Regions from separate parts of the Sus scrofa genome. Here regions 1 and 2 are each linked to region 3. The links are chromatin contacts, called in public Hi-C and HiChIP or PLAC-seq maps. All regions are on one chromosome and are shown on one strand. Each heading gives the region's core, a stretch centred on a gene start, on an enhancer-like site or on the middle of the called end of the contact. The rest is flanking DNA. Distances are from core to core; before and after follow the strand shown. Region 1 overlaps SLC44A2 (choline transporter-like protein 2). Region 2 overlaps SLC44A2 (choline transporter-like protein 2). Region 3 overlaps LOC110259341 (a long non-coding RNA gene).

What was found. A called contact is a pair of places that touch in the nucleus more often than the background predicts. HiChIP or PLAC-seq counts read pairs in DNA pulled down with a chosen protein or histone mark.
Region 1: a contact with region 3 is called in an H3K27ac HiChIP or PLAC-seq map of alveolar macrophages. The contact joins two enhancer-like sites. A contact is called at or near these places in 1 of 47 Hi-C or Micro-C datasets (embryonic fibroblasts) and 1 of 2 datasets of contacts at active chromatin or transcription factors (alveolar macrophages).
Region 2: a Hi-C map of retroperitoneal adipose tissue shows a contact between it and region 3, with 1.8 times the contacts expected there. The contact joins two enhancer-like sites. A contact is called at or near these places in 1 of 5 promoter capture datasets (fetal liver), 13 of 47 Hi-C or Micro-C datasets (blood, embryonic fibroblasts, fetal skeletal muscle and 8 more) and 1 of 2 datasets of contacts at active chromatin or transcription factors (alveolar macrophages).

The regions. Positions count from the first base shown.
Region 1 is chr2:69,368,974-69,373,592 of Sscrofa11.1, forward strand. All of the region lies in intron 1 of SLC44A2 (choline transporter-like protein 2), which reads left to right. Among named protein-coding and RNA genes, the nearest start is that of SLC44A2, 6.3 kb to the left of the region's middle. Within about 2 kb of position 2,163, at least 3 of the 83 cell types and tissues checked have an H3K27ac peak or open chromatin away from gene starts, as enhancers often do. A contact at or near this core is called in alveolar macrophages, where this site is marked.
Region 2 is chr2:69,390,777-69,395,726 of Sscrofa11.1, forward strand. SLC44A2 (choline transporter-like protein 2) reads left to right here. Exons shown (of 22, transcript XM_021083792.1): 11 at 1,301-1,432; 12 at 1,530-1,629; 13 at 1,710-1,802; 14 at 1,976-2,060; 15 at 2,907-3,169; 16 at 3,255-3,349; 17 at 3,997-4,100; 18 at 4,206-4,279; 19 at 4,371-4,441; 20 at 4,616-4,704. Among named protein-coding and RNA genes, the nearest start is that of ILF3, 21 kb to the right of the region's middle. Within about 2 kb of position 3,690, at least 14 of the 83 cell types and tissues checked have an H3K27ac peak or open chromatin away from gene starts, as enhancers often do. A contact at or near this core is called in alveolar macrophages, omental adipose tissue and retroperitoneal adipose tissue, where this site is marked.
Region 3 is chr2:69,219,566-69,224,254 of Sscrofa11.1, forward strand. It overlaps LOC110259341 (a long non-coding RNA gene), which reads left to right. Exons shown (of 3, transcript XR_002341637.1): 2 at 2,297-2,404; 3 at 3,062-4,689. Among named protein-coding and RNA genes, the nearest start is that of CDC37, 9.0 kb to the left of the region's middle. Within about 2 kb of position 1,691, at least 30 of the 83 cell types and tissues checked have an H3K27ac peak or open chromatin away from gene starts, as enhancers often do. A contact at or near this core is called in alveolar macrophages, omental adipose tissue and retroperitoneal adipose tissue, where this site is marked.

The DNA of each region.
Region 1 (4,619 bases), core at 913-3,412, 150 kb after region 3:
TAGTTGGATTCATTTCCTCTGTGTCATGACGGGAACTCCAAGGGGGATATTTTTTTATGCAATTTTTTTTTCTTTTTATGTCCCCACCTACAGCATATGGAAGTTCCAGGCTAGGGGTCAAATCGGAACTTCAGTTGAGGCCTGCACCACAGCCACAGTAATGCCAGATCTGAGCTGCATCTGTGACCTACACTACAGCTTGCAGCAACACTGGAACTTTAACCCACTGAGTGAGGCCAAGGATCAAACCTGAATCCTCATGGACACTGTTGGGTTCTTAACACACTGAGCCACAATGGGAACTCCAGGGGGAACATTTTAAACTTCTTTTTTGGGGGGGTGCTGTGCCTGTGGCATGTGGAAGTTCCTGGGGCAGGGACTGAACCCAAGCCACAGCGGTGACAATGGTGTATCCTTAACCTGCTGCACCACAGGGGAAATTCTTTAAACTCTTTATTGAAGTAGAAAAATTCATATGTAAAAGGGTGCAGATCCTTAATGAAGGAAGCTCCAGGAGTCTTCACAGGGTAAACACCCATGTAACCAGCACACAGATCGGGCAAAAAAAACTACCAGTTCCCAGAAGCCCCTTAAGCCTATCATTATCATTATTATTATTATTACTATTACTATTATTATTATTATTTTGTGGTTAAAACCATAACATAAAATTTGCAAACTTAACTATTTTTAGGAGTTCCCATAGTGGCTCAGTGGAAATGAATCCAACTAGGAACCATGACGTTGCGGGTTCGATCCCTGGCCTTGCTCATTGGGTTAAGGATCTGGTGTTGTTGTGGCTCTGGTGTAGGCCGGCAGCTGCAGCTCCGGTTAGACCCCTAGCCTGGGAAACCTCCATATGCCGCCGGTGTGGCCCTAAAAAGACAAAACCAAAAAAAACTGTTTTTAAAGATACAGCTCAGTAGTTTTAAGTATTTTTACATCATTGCCATGTGGCCTGTTTTTGTAAAGCCAATGGACTAAGAATAGCTCTTATATTTTTAAATGGTTCTTAAAAGAAGAATATGTGACTGGAGTTCCTGTTGTGCCTCACCTAGTCTCCATGAGGATGCGGGTTCGACACCTGGCCTTGATCAGTGGGTTAAGGATCCAGAGTTGCTGCAAGCTGAGGTGTAGGTTGCAGATGTGGCTCAGATCTGGCGTTGCTATGGCTGTGGCATAGCAGGCAACTGCAGCTCCAATTCAACTCCTAGCCTGGGAACTTTCATATGGCACAAGTGCGGCCCTAAAAAAAAAAAAAAGAAAAAAATAGAAGAAGAATGAGTGACAGAGGTGAGATGTGAACCACACAGCTGAAAATCTTTAGTATCTGGTCCTTAGAAAAAATTTGCAGATCTCTGTTAAGAACTTTCTTGTCACCATGGAAAGTTCTCTCCTGCCCTTTCCCAGTCAATCCCCAAAGGGAGGATTATTTTTAAACAGGATTTTCAACTCTTATATAACAAAATTAATACATTCTCTCTGTTGGGTCGGGGGCTGAAAATTAAAAATAAGCCCTCAACCATAGAAAATTTTAGCTTTCTAAGTGAAAGAACCTTCACATACCCTCAGCCAGCTGCCCTAACCACAGACATAACCCAGACAAGAAGTCTCTTTCCAGAGCTTAGACTATGAATTTCTGTCTCTCTGTGTATGTGGCATCTGTATCTTTTTTTTTTTTTTTTTGGTTTTCGGTTATTTTAGTGCTGTACCCACAGCATATGGAAATTCCCAGGCTAGGGGTCGAATCGGAGCTACAGCTGCCAACCTGCACCACAGCCACAGCAACGCCTGATCTGAGCCGTGTCTGCGACCTACACTGCAGCTTATGGCAACATCAGCTACTTAACCCACTGAGCGAGGTGAGGGATCGAACCCACATCGTCATGGATACCAGTGGGGTTCAGTTACTGCTGAGCCACAATGGGAACTCTGCATCTGTATCTTTTGAAAGCTCCTCAGGCTGGTTTAATGAGAAAGGGTACTATTTCTAGGGTGGGTTACTATGTTGCCTTATAAGGTGAAGTAGATCTCACCTTGCTGATGGGAAACTATGTCCAGTTAGGTTCATCTGTGAAATGAAGTGGGACCAGTGTGTAGCAAAAGGGGAATACAGAAAAATAGCTACAAATCTGCTTCTGTGTGTGTGGTGTAATAGTGTCCAGAAGGAGGAAAGGGAAACCAGGGAGAGGAATTGCCCCCAGGGAAAGGAAGTGAGGGCTCTGGGCCAAGGGTGAGAGGGAGAGTGATTTTTCTTAGTCTGAAGACTTGTTCTGCCTGAAGTTTTGCTTTTTTTATTTGTTTCTTTTTTTTTTTTTCTTTTTTTTGTCTTTTTGCCATTTCTTGGGCCGCTCCCACGGCTTATGGAGGTTCCCAGGCTAGGGGTCGAATCAGAGTTGTAGCCACGGGCCTACACCAGAGCCACAGCAACGTGGGATCCGAGCCGAGTCTGCGACCTACACCACAGCTCACGGCAATGCCGGATCGTCAACCCACTGAGCAAGGGCAGGGACTGAACCCGCAACCTCATGGTTCCTAGTCAGATTCGTTAACCACTGCGCCACGACGGGAACTCCTCATTTTGTTTTTTAAATCTTGATAAGCATGCAGGTTGCTTAACATAAACAAGTTCATTCATAGCTATAACTTCCTTCAACAAACATTTACCGTGAGGGTACCGGGTTGGGTTGCCAGGTTCTGTCCTAGACCCTGGAGACACAGCAGGCAATGCACCTGTTGAGGTGACATTCTAGAAAGGGACCCAGACAAAATACTAGATGAATGGGGAAAATTCTTAGAATATCAGAGAAGGGCTCTGGAGAAAAGTGTAGCAGGAAGAAGTGTGATCTATAGGGCCTGGAGGCAGGGTTTAAAACGTCAAATGAGGGGAGTTCCCGTTGTGACACAGTGGTTAACGAATCCGACTAGGAACCATGAGGTTGCAGGTTCAATCCCTGGCCTTGCTCAGTGGGTTAAGGATCCGCTGTTGCCGTGAGCTGTGGTGTAGGTTGCAGACACGGCTCGGATCCCGAGTTGCTGTGACTCTGGCGTACGCCTGCAGCTGCAGCTCCAATTAGATCCCTAGCCTGGGAACCTCCATATGCCTGTGGGTACAGCCCTAAAAATACCAAAAAAAAAAAAAAAAAAAAAAAAAAAAATCAAATGGAGCAACAAAATCCTACTGTACAGCACAGAGAATTACACTACCCAATGTTCCATGATAAACCGTAATGAAAAAGAATGTTTATTTGTTTGTTGTCTTTTCTTTTAAATCTTTTTAGGTCTGCTCCCAAGTCATATGGATGTTCCCAGGCTAGAGGTCTAATCAGAGCTTTAGCTGCCAGCCTGTGCCAGAGCCACAGCAATGCCAGATCTGAGCCGCATCTGTGACCTACACCACAGCTCACGGCAACACCGGATCCTTAACCCAGTGAGCGAGGCCAAGGATCGAACCCACAACCTCATGGTTCCTAGTCAGATTCATTTCCTCTGCACCATGATGGGAGCTCCAAGAATGTTTTTTTAAAAAGAGTGTATAGAAGTTCCACTGTGGCACTAAGGGATCAGTGGCATCTCTGCAGCACCAGGACTCAGGTTCGATTCCTGACATGGCACAGTGGGTTAAAGGATCTGGCATTGCCACAGCTGTGGTTTAGGTTGCAGCTACGGCTTGGAGCTGATCCCTGGTTCGGGGAACTCCATATGCCGCAGGGTGGCCAAAAAAAAAAAAAATTTATATTATATATAAATTTATATATAATTTATATTTAATTTATATATACACACACACACACACACACATGCATGTGTGTAATATATTATATATTATATAGTGTATAATATTCAGGTGTATATGTATCTGAATCACCTTGTTGTGTAGCAGAAATTAACACAACATTGTAAATCAACTATACCTCAATAATAAATTTAAAAAAATCAAATGGGGGGATCCGAGAAGGCCATCCTGAGGTGACCAGAAGAGAGAGAAGGCGCCGTCCAGAACGTTTCAGGCAGTGGGCAAGGTCTGTGCAAAGGCCCTGGGGCAGGAGCATAGCTGGTATGTTTGTAGAGGAGGCCCATGTGCCTAGAATGAAGAGATGGGGGGTGGGGGTGTAGAATGGGAGGAGATGAGAACAGAGTGTATAGGGCCTTGCAGATCACAGGAGGACTTGGGCTTTTGTTCTGAGATGGAGCCATTGAGTTCTGAGCAGAGGAGGGATCTGGCCTGACTGAGGGGCTCACAGGCACCCCCTGGACTCTATGGGTTGCAATGGCAGAAGCCAGGAGACGAGGCCAGAGGTAGACCAAGGTGCTAAATAAAGGCATACATCTACAACAAAACTAACCAGAGTTCTGACTCGCAGCCAGGTTCTGAAACCCAGCATTGCCTCTGTTCCAGTTCCAGCTCCATTCTTCCTAGCTCTGTACCAGCATAGACCTTTAGTATCCCTGAACTTTTCATATCTATACCTTTCATATGTCTGAGCCTCAGTTTCTTCATCCAGAAAATAGGATTAACAATAGTATCAGCTCTGGAGTTGCTGTCGTGGCGCAGTGGTTAACGAATCTGACTAGGAACCATGAGGTGGCGGGTTCGATCCCTGGCCTTGCTCAATGGG
Region 2 (4,950 bases), core at 2,440-4,939, 170 kb after region 3:
CAGGCTAGAGGTCTAATCGGAGCTGTAGCTTCCAGCCTATGCCAGAGCCACAGCAACGTGGGATCCAAGCCAAGTCTTTGACCTACACCACAGCTCATGGCAACACCAGATCCTTAACCCACTGAGCAAGGCCAGGGATCGAACCTGCAACCTCATGGTTCCTAGTCAGATTCATTTCCACTGCACCACGACAGGAACTCAGACTAGCTCTTTTTTTTTTTTTTTTTTTTTTGGTGGCACCTAGGGCATCCAGAAGTTCCCAAGCCAGAGATCTAACCCATGCCGCAGTGGTGACAATGCACAATCTTTAACCACTAGGCCACCAGGGAACTCCTAGTTTTTTTGTACTTTATCTTTGCTTTACTGTTTTCCTCTACAGAGAGCTAAGGAGAATGCCGAAATGCTCTAATGCTATCCCACTGGATGTTAGTCCCAAGCCCTCCCTCCCCACCCATGATTCATTGGTACAAGGTGGCAAAGGGGTCAGGAAAGCCTCAGGCCACACAGTATCCTGACACCTATTCATTCATTCATTCATTCATTTATCATGTACTGAGTGACTGCTGTATCCTGGGCAGTTTTCTAGGTCCTGGGCTTACAGCAGTGAATAAAACATGACAAATCTTTTCTCTCGTGGCAATTATATTCCTGGGCAAGATGGACAAGACACTAACCAGAAAAGCTCTAGGTTGTCAAGGTGGTGAAGGAGGACAAAAAATTGGAGTGTGGAGTTCCCTGGTGGCTCTACAGTGTAAAGAGCTGATGTTGCCACTGCCATGGCTCAGGTTGCTGCTGTGGCATGGGTTTGATCCCTGGCCTAGGAACTTCCACATGCCACAGATGTGGCCAAAAAAGAAAAAAATAAAAGAAAGTGGAGTATGAGAGGGTATGATCCTAAATAGAGGAAGGGATTCTAGAAGGTCTCATGAGAGGGTGACATCTGAGCAGAGACTAGAGATTATGAGGGGTCCAGCTGGGGAGAGAATGAACCAGACAGCAGGAAGAGCAAGTACAAAGCCCCTGAGGCAGCAGCAAGCGACGGCAGCCCCTCTCTGCCTTGGGTTTTTCTGGTGTGTCCACAGCATGTGGAAATTGCCAGGCCAGGAATGGAACCTGTGTCACAGCAGTGACCTGAGCCACTGCAGTGACAACTCTGGATCTTTAACCTGGTGCACCACAAGGGAACTCCCAGCCTTGGGTTTTTATTTCTGTTAAGTGAGCATTGTTGGACCTGCTTTGCAGTGTTGGGGGTGCAGCTGGTGGGCTGCAATCCATCATAGCACGGTGGTTCCCTGTGCAGGAATATTTCACTGCTACATGGAATACTCTCGACTGCGTGGTGAGGCTGGCTCCGACATCTCCCTGGTGGACCTTGGCTTCCAGACAGATCTCCGTGTGTACCTGCATTTGCGGCAGACCTGGATGGCCTTCAGTGAGTCCCAGTTGCCCCCTCCTGTCCCCGGTGACACCTGGGTGGGAGTGGAGAGCCCAGGCAGATGGCAGACTCGGTCACCCTCTGCCTCCCACAGTGATAATTCTGAGCATCCTTGAGGTTATCATCATCTTGCTGCTCATCTTTCTACGCAAGAGAATTCTCATCGCCATTGCACTCATCAAAGAAGCCAGCAGGTGGGTGCCAGGGTTCTGGGGTCAGGCTGGAGTGGTCCCAGGGCTGCTCAGACCTTGATGTCTTTCTCTTTTTCTCTCAGGGCTGTGGGATATGTGATGTGCTCCATGCTGTACCCACTGGTCACTTTCCTCCTGCTGTGCCTTTGCATCGCTTACTGGGCTAGCACTGCTATGTATCCACCATCAAACCTGGATCTCTGACCCCAGGAGTGGCTAAGTGCCAAACGTGCCTGGAGGTGACCTGCAGCCAGGGAGCAAGGCCAGAACCTGGTGAGGGGATGGATTCTTCTCCAGGAGCCCATGGGGTCCCTAATTCCAGACCTTGGTTTCCTTAACGAGTCTCCAGCTTCCTGTCTACTTCCAATGAAGCCGTCTATAAGATCTTTAGCGACACTGACTGCCAAGCTGTTGGGAAAACCTGCAACCCTGAGGTGGGTGTCCAGAGGTGGTGGGTAGCTGTTTCCCAGCAGCCCCACTTGGGGACCATTGAACAAACATTTGGCACCTGCTGTATGCTCTGTGCTGGATGTGGGGGGCATGGAAGGGAAGAGCTCCAGCCCGGCAGCCGCTCCCCTCACCCCCATCCCAAGTGTTGAACCACTCACCTTTCTCTCCCTTGACTTCATTTCCTGGGTCCCCCACTCCCAGCACCTTTCTCTTAACCCAGCGTTAGCCAGCTCTTGCTTCTAGAACCCCTACCTTGCCTTTCACAAGCCCCTAACCTACCCTCTGTTGTACTTATACTGATCTCTGCCACTTGCGATCTGTCCCCCTGGCTGTTGTATTGATTCCCCAAATACCTGTCTCACTTCACTGATGCCCATTGAGTCAGTGATCCCTAACCTTGCTTCCGGAACCCCTTTTGCAAGCCCCTATTCTAAACCCCCAATCCCTTGATTAACTTTTTTTTTTTTTTGTCTTTTTTAAGGCTACATCCACGGCATATGGAGGTTTCCAGGCTAGGGGTCTAATCAGCCAGCCTACGCCACAACCACAACATCAGATCCGAACCAAGTCTGCAACCTATACCACAACCCACCGCAACACTGGATCCTTAACCTACTGAGCGAGGCCAGGGATTGAACCCACAACCTCATGGTTCTTAGTCGAATTTGTTTCCACTGCGCCGCAATGGGAACTCCCCAACCCCTTGATTAACTCTGATTCCCATGATACCTGCCCAACCCTGTTGTCTGCCTGACCCAGACCTGATGCCCAAAGCCCAACCTGAACCCCTAGCCCCTATGATGTGACTAGGCTCTGTGTCCCTCCCACAGAACTTCTCCTCCTCCAGTGAATTCCACCTGTGCCCTGGTGCCCACTGTCAGTTCGCCTTCTACGGTGGTGAGTCTACTTACCACCGGGCCCTGCTGGGCCTGCAGATCTTCAATGCCTTCATGTTCTTCTGGCTGGCCAACTTTGTGCTGGCACTGGGCCAGGTCACACTAGCTGGGGCCTTCGCTTCCTACTACTGGGCTCTGAAGAAGCCAGATGACCTGCCAGCCTTCCCGCTCTTCTCTGCCTTCGGACGGGCGCTCAGGTGGGGCCCCAGGTGGGCAGGGGGTAGGGGTAAGATGGAGTGGAAGAGGCCTACCCTGGCCACTGACCAGCCCCTTGGCCCAAAGGTATCACACAGGCTCGCTGGCCTTTGGCTCGCTTCTTCTGGCCATCGTGCAGATCATCCGAGTGATGCTTGAGTACTTGGATCAGCGTCTGAAAGGTATGGTCCAGGGGTGGTTGGCATGGCTCCTACTGGGGAAGGGAGGGTGGTGACAAAGGGGCAGATTGGGATTGGTTCTTGTGTGGGGGTAGGGCTGAGGTGACAGGGACAGTGATTGGTTTCTGCATGGGCGGGGTATATGGGGGGGACGACAGGAGGCCCCCCTCCCAGGCTTGAGTGATTGGTTCCTGCGATGGAGGAGTGACTGGGAGAGCCCATTGGGCCGAGTTTTTTACTGTTGAGAGGGCAGGAACAAGAGGCCAGGGCCACCATTGGTTACTCAAGAGAGGGTTGGGCTGGGATTAGTTGTACTTTGGGGTGGGGCTAAGGAGGCCTCAAGGATTGGCTTCTGCCTGGGAGGCGGGGCAAGAGTAGCATTGCAGTTCCTCATGGATTCCTGTCTTGGGGTTGCGCTGAATGCGCCTCTTTGGGGGCGGGGCTGAGGATCCTGGCCCAGGTCGGTTCCTACTAGTGTGTGGGACAGGACCCCGGGGGTCCTGGACCAAATTTCCTCTCTCCAACTCTTTGAGAAGGTGGGCTCTAAGGGTCCTAGACTGTGGCAAGTGAGAGTAACTGGGGGGATGGGGGTGGGGTTCTACCAGGGCAAGTGGGGTCTCCGCTCACCTCTGCATCCCTTCCACTACCAGCTGCGGAGAACAAGTTTGCAAAATTCCTCATGACCTGTCTCAAATGTTGCTTCTGGTGCCTGGAGAAATTCATCAAATTCCTCAACAGGAATGCCTACATCATGGTGAGTAGGCTTGGGATCAGGAACTAACCCACGAGATCCTGTGGGGTGGAGAAGCCCTCATGCCCCACCCGAAGGGCCTGATCCATCCCTCCCACTTCCCTCCAGATTGCCATCTACGGCACCAACTTCTGCACCTCGGCCAGAAACGCCTTCTTCCTGCTCATGAGAAACATCATCAGGTCAGGGAAAACACCATTCTTCTGGCCTCCTCTCTCCTCCCCTGTGGCCCTGAGCCAGCATTCACGCCTGCCTCTTTACTGTCCCCTGCAGAGTGGCTGTCCTGGACAAAGTTACCGACTTCCTCTTCCTGTTGGGCAAACTTCTGATTGTGGGTAGCGTGGGTGAGTGCTACTCATCCAGCCTGCCCAGTTGTGGGGAGCCTGTTGGGGGCCACTTGAGAACCGCTGTTGGGCCCCCATATCTCCTGTGATATGTTCTCTTCCTTAGGGTATTTTTGGGGGTGCTCCCTTCTTTATCCAGAACCTTCTCCATCTTGATTTCCTTCCTCTTTCCAGGGATCCTAGCTTTCTTCTTCTTCACCCACCGAATCAGGATCGTGCAGGACACAGCACCACCCCTCAATTATTACTGGGTGCCTATACTGGTACGAACCTTTGGTGACAGACAGGTTGGGGAGAAGATGTTGGGACTTGCCTGGGCTCCTTTGGACAGATGTGCATGGGAGTCGGAGGTGGGGAATTGATGATTAACTCAGGCCACAAACACTTATTTAGTACCAACTGTGTTCTAGGCATGAAGTGGGAGGGCTTCCCTTTAAAGGCCTCACAGTTTAGTAGTAAAGGATGTTAATCAATAATGATGTGGGTGAGGAGTTCCCTGGTGGCTCAGC
Region 3 (4,689 bases), core at 441-2,940:
CATGGCCCTTACTGCAATGGCTCTTTCTCTGCCTGTCTGAGCACATGTGTCTGTCTGCATACAGAGGAGAAGGTGCACTATTCCCTGAGTGTCTAATCCATTCCTTCATTTATTCATTCAGGATACACTGAGACTACGGGGGGGGGGGCATGATGAATGTGTAACACCTCTTGCCCTCACAGAGCTCTAGTGGGGAGTACAAATAATCACAACCTCAAATGAGGAGTGCTTTAATGGGGGCAGAATAAGCATGAGTGGGAGCCCAGAACATAGGCTAGTTCAGTCTGGCTGAGAAGTGAAAATGACCTTAAGCTATCTTTATATCATTCATCTATTTTTCAACAATTGTCTGTCACAGGTTTGCTTGATGTTAAGCACTAGGTAGCTGAGATGATGTTTACATTCACTTCTACTAGTTCACATTGAACTGACGTGCTAACTAGTGTTATATGGTAAAAAAAAAGAAGTAAGAGGGAAAGTAGGGGGTGAAGTAGCTAGTCCATAGTAGACCTGCTATGAACTTTATGAGTACGCTCTTGAGTCTTCAAAATAATAACCAGACACAGACATTGGACAAACACTTAATAAGAACCTACTACGTTCAAGATTCAGTTTTAGGCACTAGAAATACAGTAATTAATAAAATAGATAGGGAGTTCCCATTGTGGCTCAGCTGTAAGGAACCCGACTAGTATCCATGAGGACGTGGGTTTGATCCCTGGCCTCACTCAGTGGGTTAAGGATCCAGTGTTGTTGTGAGCTGTAGTGTAGGTTGCAGATGAGGCTTGGATGTGGTGTTAACGTGGCTGTGGTAATAGGCCAGCAGTTCCAGCTCCAATTCAACTCCTAGCCTGGGAACTTCCATATGCCCACAGGTCCAGCCCTAAAAAAAAAAAAAAAAAAAGCAAAAAAAAAAAACCAAAAAGATAAAATATTTGTGTTCTCCTGCAGTTGATATTCTACTATGGGACAAGACAGACAATACATGCAATAGGTAAATTTCATAGTATGTTATGAAATGATGAATGCTGTAGAAAAATAGAGCAGGATAAAGGGGTTCAAGGAATCCTGAGGGGCTAGCAATTTTAAACAGAATTGGGGTGAAGAGAATTGCCACCAGAGATGCCTGGGAAGGTGAGATGTGCACAAAGGCCGGGAGGATGTAAAGGACTTGTGGCTATTTAAGAGAACAGAGTTCTAGGCAGAAAGAACAGCAAGTGCAAAGCCCCTGAGACTAGATTGTGCCTGGTGTGTCCAGAAACAACCAAGAGACCCGTGTAGACAGAGCAGAGTGAGCCACGAGAGTGGGAGGAGATGAGAATAGGTAGGTGACTGAATACATCAGGGTGAACCGTGTGGGCCTCTTCTTGAGGACTTTGACTTCTCTGAGTAAGGTGAAAGCCATGGAGAGCTCTGAGCAGAAGAGGGAAAGGATCCGACTTGGGTTCTAACAGGCTCCCACAGGCTCAAATGTCAATAGCATCTATTAAGCACTTACTGAGTTCAGGACGCTGTTCTGCGAGCATTCAATATGGTATAATATCATTTTATTCTCATAAAGAACCTGTAAGGATTACCATTCCATTTCACAGAGGTGAAACCGAGGCTCAGAAAGTTTAAGTCATTGGCCTATGGTCACACAGCAATGACTTGCAGCGCCTGGGTGTGAAGGCGCAGTGAGCCATCCTTCCCCTCCCCCAAGCTTTTAGCCAGGGATCGCCGGCCGCAGAGCGCACTCATCATCGGGAGTTGCGTCTGTGTCCCTGTCTGTCTGTTTCTATTTCCACGCGTCCCTGTCTGTCTCCGCGCGCCTCTGCTTGTGCGTCCCCCATCTGTGCCCAAGCCGCCGTCTCGCTGCGCCCGGCCCCCGCACCTCGGAGCTATTTCGGGTTTTGGCATAAAAGCCCAACAGCTCGGAGGAGAGGCTTCCTCCGGCCCCCGGCTCGGACCACGCGCCACACGCGGTCGGCTCCGGGAGCTCCGCGTCTTCTTTGAGGGATCCCCAGGCTGGGGAAGCCCCCGCGGGAGGACAGCTGGGGGCTGGGGCGACCCGGGCCCGAGGCTCCCGGCCCCCCAGTGGCCAATCCCGGCATTGACGCTGTCCACAGCCCAGCCGTGCGTCAGCTATCGTTCTGGCAACAGGCGTGCGACGTCACCGACAGGCAGTGCGTCAGCCACCTGCTGACGTAACGCCCCGGGAGAGGCAATTGGCAAGGAGCGGGGGCGGATTTCATGCTCAGCCGGCAGGGGGAGCTCCAGGGCGTTAATGGCGGATGCCTTCGGCCTGGTCCTGCAGGAGGCGCTGGTCCCGGCCAACATGGCCTCTGAAGCCCCTAAGGCGCGCTAGTTTGGAGGGATGAAGAGGAGTTGCAGTGTCCTGTCAGTGGCCTGGACCCAGGACGAGGTGCGAGGGGCGGGGCCCGGGATAGGGGCGGGCTTTGGGCTGCGGTGGTGGTCCGTGGGGCGGCACCTACTGAACACGGCTGCCCACTAGGCCTGGTTGCGCTTCCTCAGGCTTCCCCGATGCCTCAGTTTACTCCCTTGACTTCATTATTCTTCTGCTGCCCAGATTAAGAGGCTCTCAGCCGAGGAGTAGAAGGCAGGGTCTTCCAAGGGACTTTCCAAATAGGAAGAGGATTGTAGGGTGGAGGGGGGCTGTGCTGAGTGTGAGGTCTTAAGGGTCTCAGATGTAAGGGAAGGGGGGGGGTCACAGACATTGAAGCCAAGAAGAGGCTGCATAGACTTGGAGGGTGGTGACATGTTAGAGGGGTTATGCAGTGAGGGACGGAGTAAAGGCATGAGGGCCCAGATCCCCAGGACTGGGACATCAAAAGGGAGCCCCACCAAATGTATGGCTGAGAATAGGCATCCTTCAGATGTAAGAGCCGAGAAGGCACCCTCTGTGGGAGGGATTAGCGAGTGGCTAAGAGTGAGAGGGACAAAGGAGCCTGTATCCCCATCAGCCACTCTCTCTGATGGCCAGAGAGGGACGGTACTGTGGAGAGGGGCTCAGAGCTGCCTGGTCAGGCTGCACCCCTTTCCCTCCCTTGTCCCACCTCAGAGGCCAAGAGAGACCCCTGAACCCAGCCAAGCCAACATGCTGGGGGCTGACCTCCGACGCCCTCGCCGACGCCTCTCCACAGGCCCAGGCCTGGGCTGGACTGAGCCTGAGCCCTTGGACACTGGGGTCCCTCTGCCACCACGGCCCACCACGCTGCCACTGCTGATCCCTCCGAGGATTTCCATCACCAAAGCTGACAGGTAGGCGGGAAGAGGACCAGGCTGGGAGACAGGGTGGAGGAACAGGGCCAGCTGGGTTAAGTCCAGCCACCAGCCACCAGCCCTTTCCTGGGCTACCAGCTCCTGGCTCCCTTTGTTTTGCAAAACTAGCTGAAACTTCTCTTGGACCCTGGTGGGTCAGGTTATAATGTCCTTCCTCCAAGAGGCACCTCTTGCAGCGTCTAGAAACCCCTTCTGCCATTTTGCTGCTGCTTGAGTTAGCAAGGGGCAGGATTTCTGAAAGGATTTTCAACCCTCCAGTCCCCACGGTGGTCTCATGATTGGAAAGCTGGAATAGGCTAGGGAGTAAGCCTCCCACGAGTCCGCTGTGCACCTCTGTTTCCCTTTCTGAGAGGATGCAGTTTCTTCCAGGCCTTAAAAGGGGATGGTGAAACCCTGGAGGAGGTCTGGATGGGGCATTTTTCTTTCTCCTGAGCCCAGCTTCACACTGCACTTTCTCAGCTGGGGTCCTTGGAGGGCACTTCAACCCCAATCTTGGGCCAAGGATGAATCTGAAAGCCAGACAGCTGAGCTGGTCCTGGCTGCTGGCTGGGCCCCTGCCCCCACTGCCTCCCCAGGCCACTGTTCTCTGCAGCCTCGATCTTCCAAGCCACCCCTTTATCTACTCAGTTGGAGGGCTCCTGGGTGTCTGCTTTTTCATGGTACATGGTTCATTTCCAGATGGGAGAGGAAGTGACTGTCATTCCCCCTTACTAACCACCCCCCAGCCCCCCAAATATCCCTCTGGCCTCTGCCTGGTTCAGGCCACAGCTTCAGCTACCAACTCTGGCCCACTGCCTTGGTCCTTCTTTGTTCTGCAAACCTTGCTGTGACCTTCCCCCTCCTCCCACCATCACTTGTTACCCATCCAGAGCTTTGGCCAACACAAGGGCTCCCCACCCACCAAGAATTTGATCCAGTCCAAGACCCTCGATAATCTGGGAAGGACTTGGCATCCCCTGGAAGCTTTTTTGAGCGTACACTCATGGGAAGGGTCCCTGAGAGAAGTGGGGGACACAGTTCTGGCCTCTGGTGCATCCTGCGGCTGCTAATGGGAGGGCGGTTCTGGCTCTGAGTACACCCACGCCCGGAGCCCCCTCTGGCGGGGAGAAAAGCGGCTGTGGGGGTTGGAGACTTATTTTTTTTTTTTTAAATAAGAGCAGTGCAGAGGGAGGGCGATGGCAGACTGCACGGCCTGCCGCGGGGCGGGCGAGGGGGCCATTGAGGGGGGCGCACAGGGGCGGGGTTTGGTTCTGCAGACGTGCACCCGAAGGGGTTAAGCCGAGCTCTCGTCCGCCAGGGGGATGGGGCACAGGAGTGTCTGCGCTCCTCGAGCCCCGCGGCCACCACCACCAGGGCTTGGCCCGGGCCGGGGCGGGGAAAGCTGGGGGGAGGATGCTCGGATCCCGC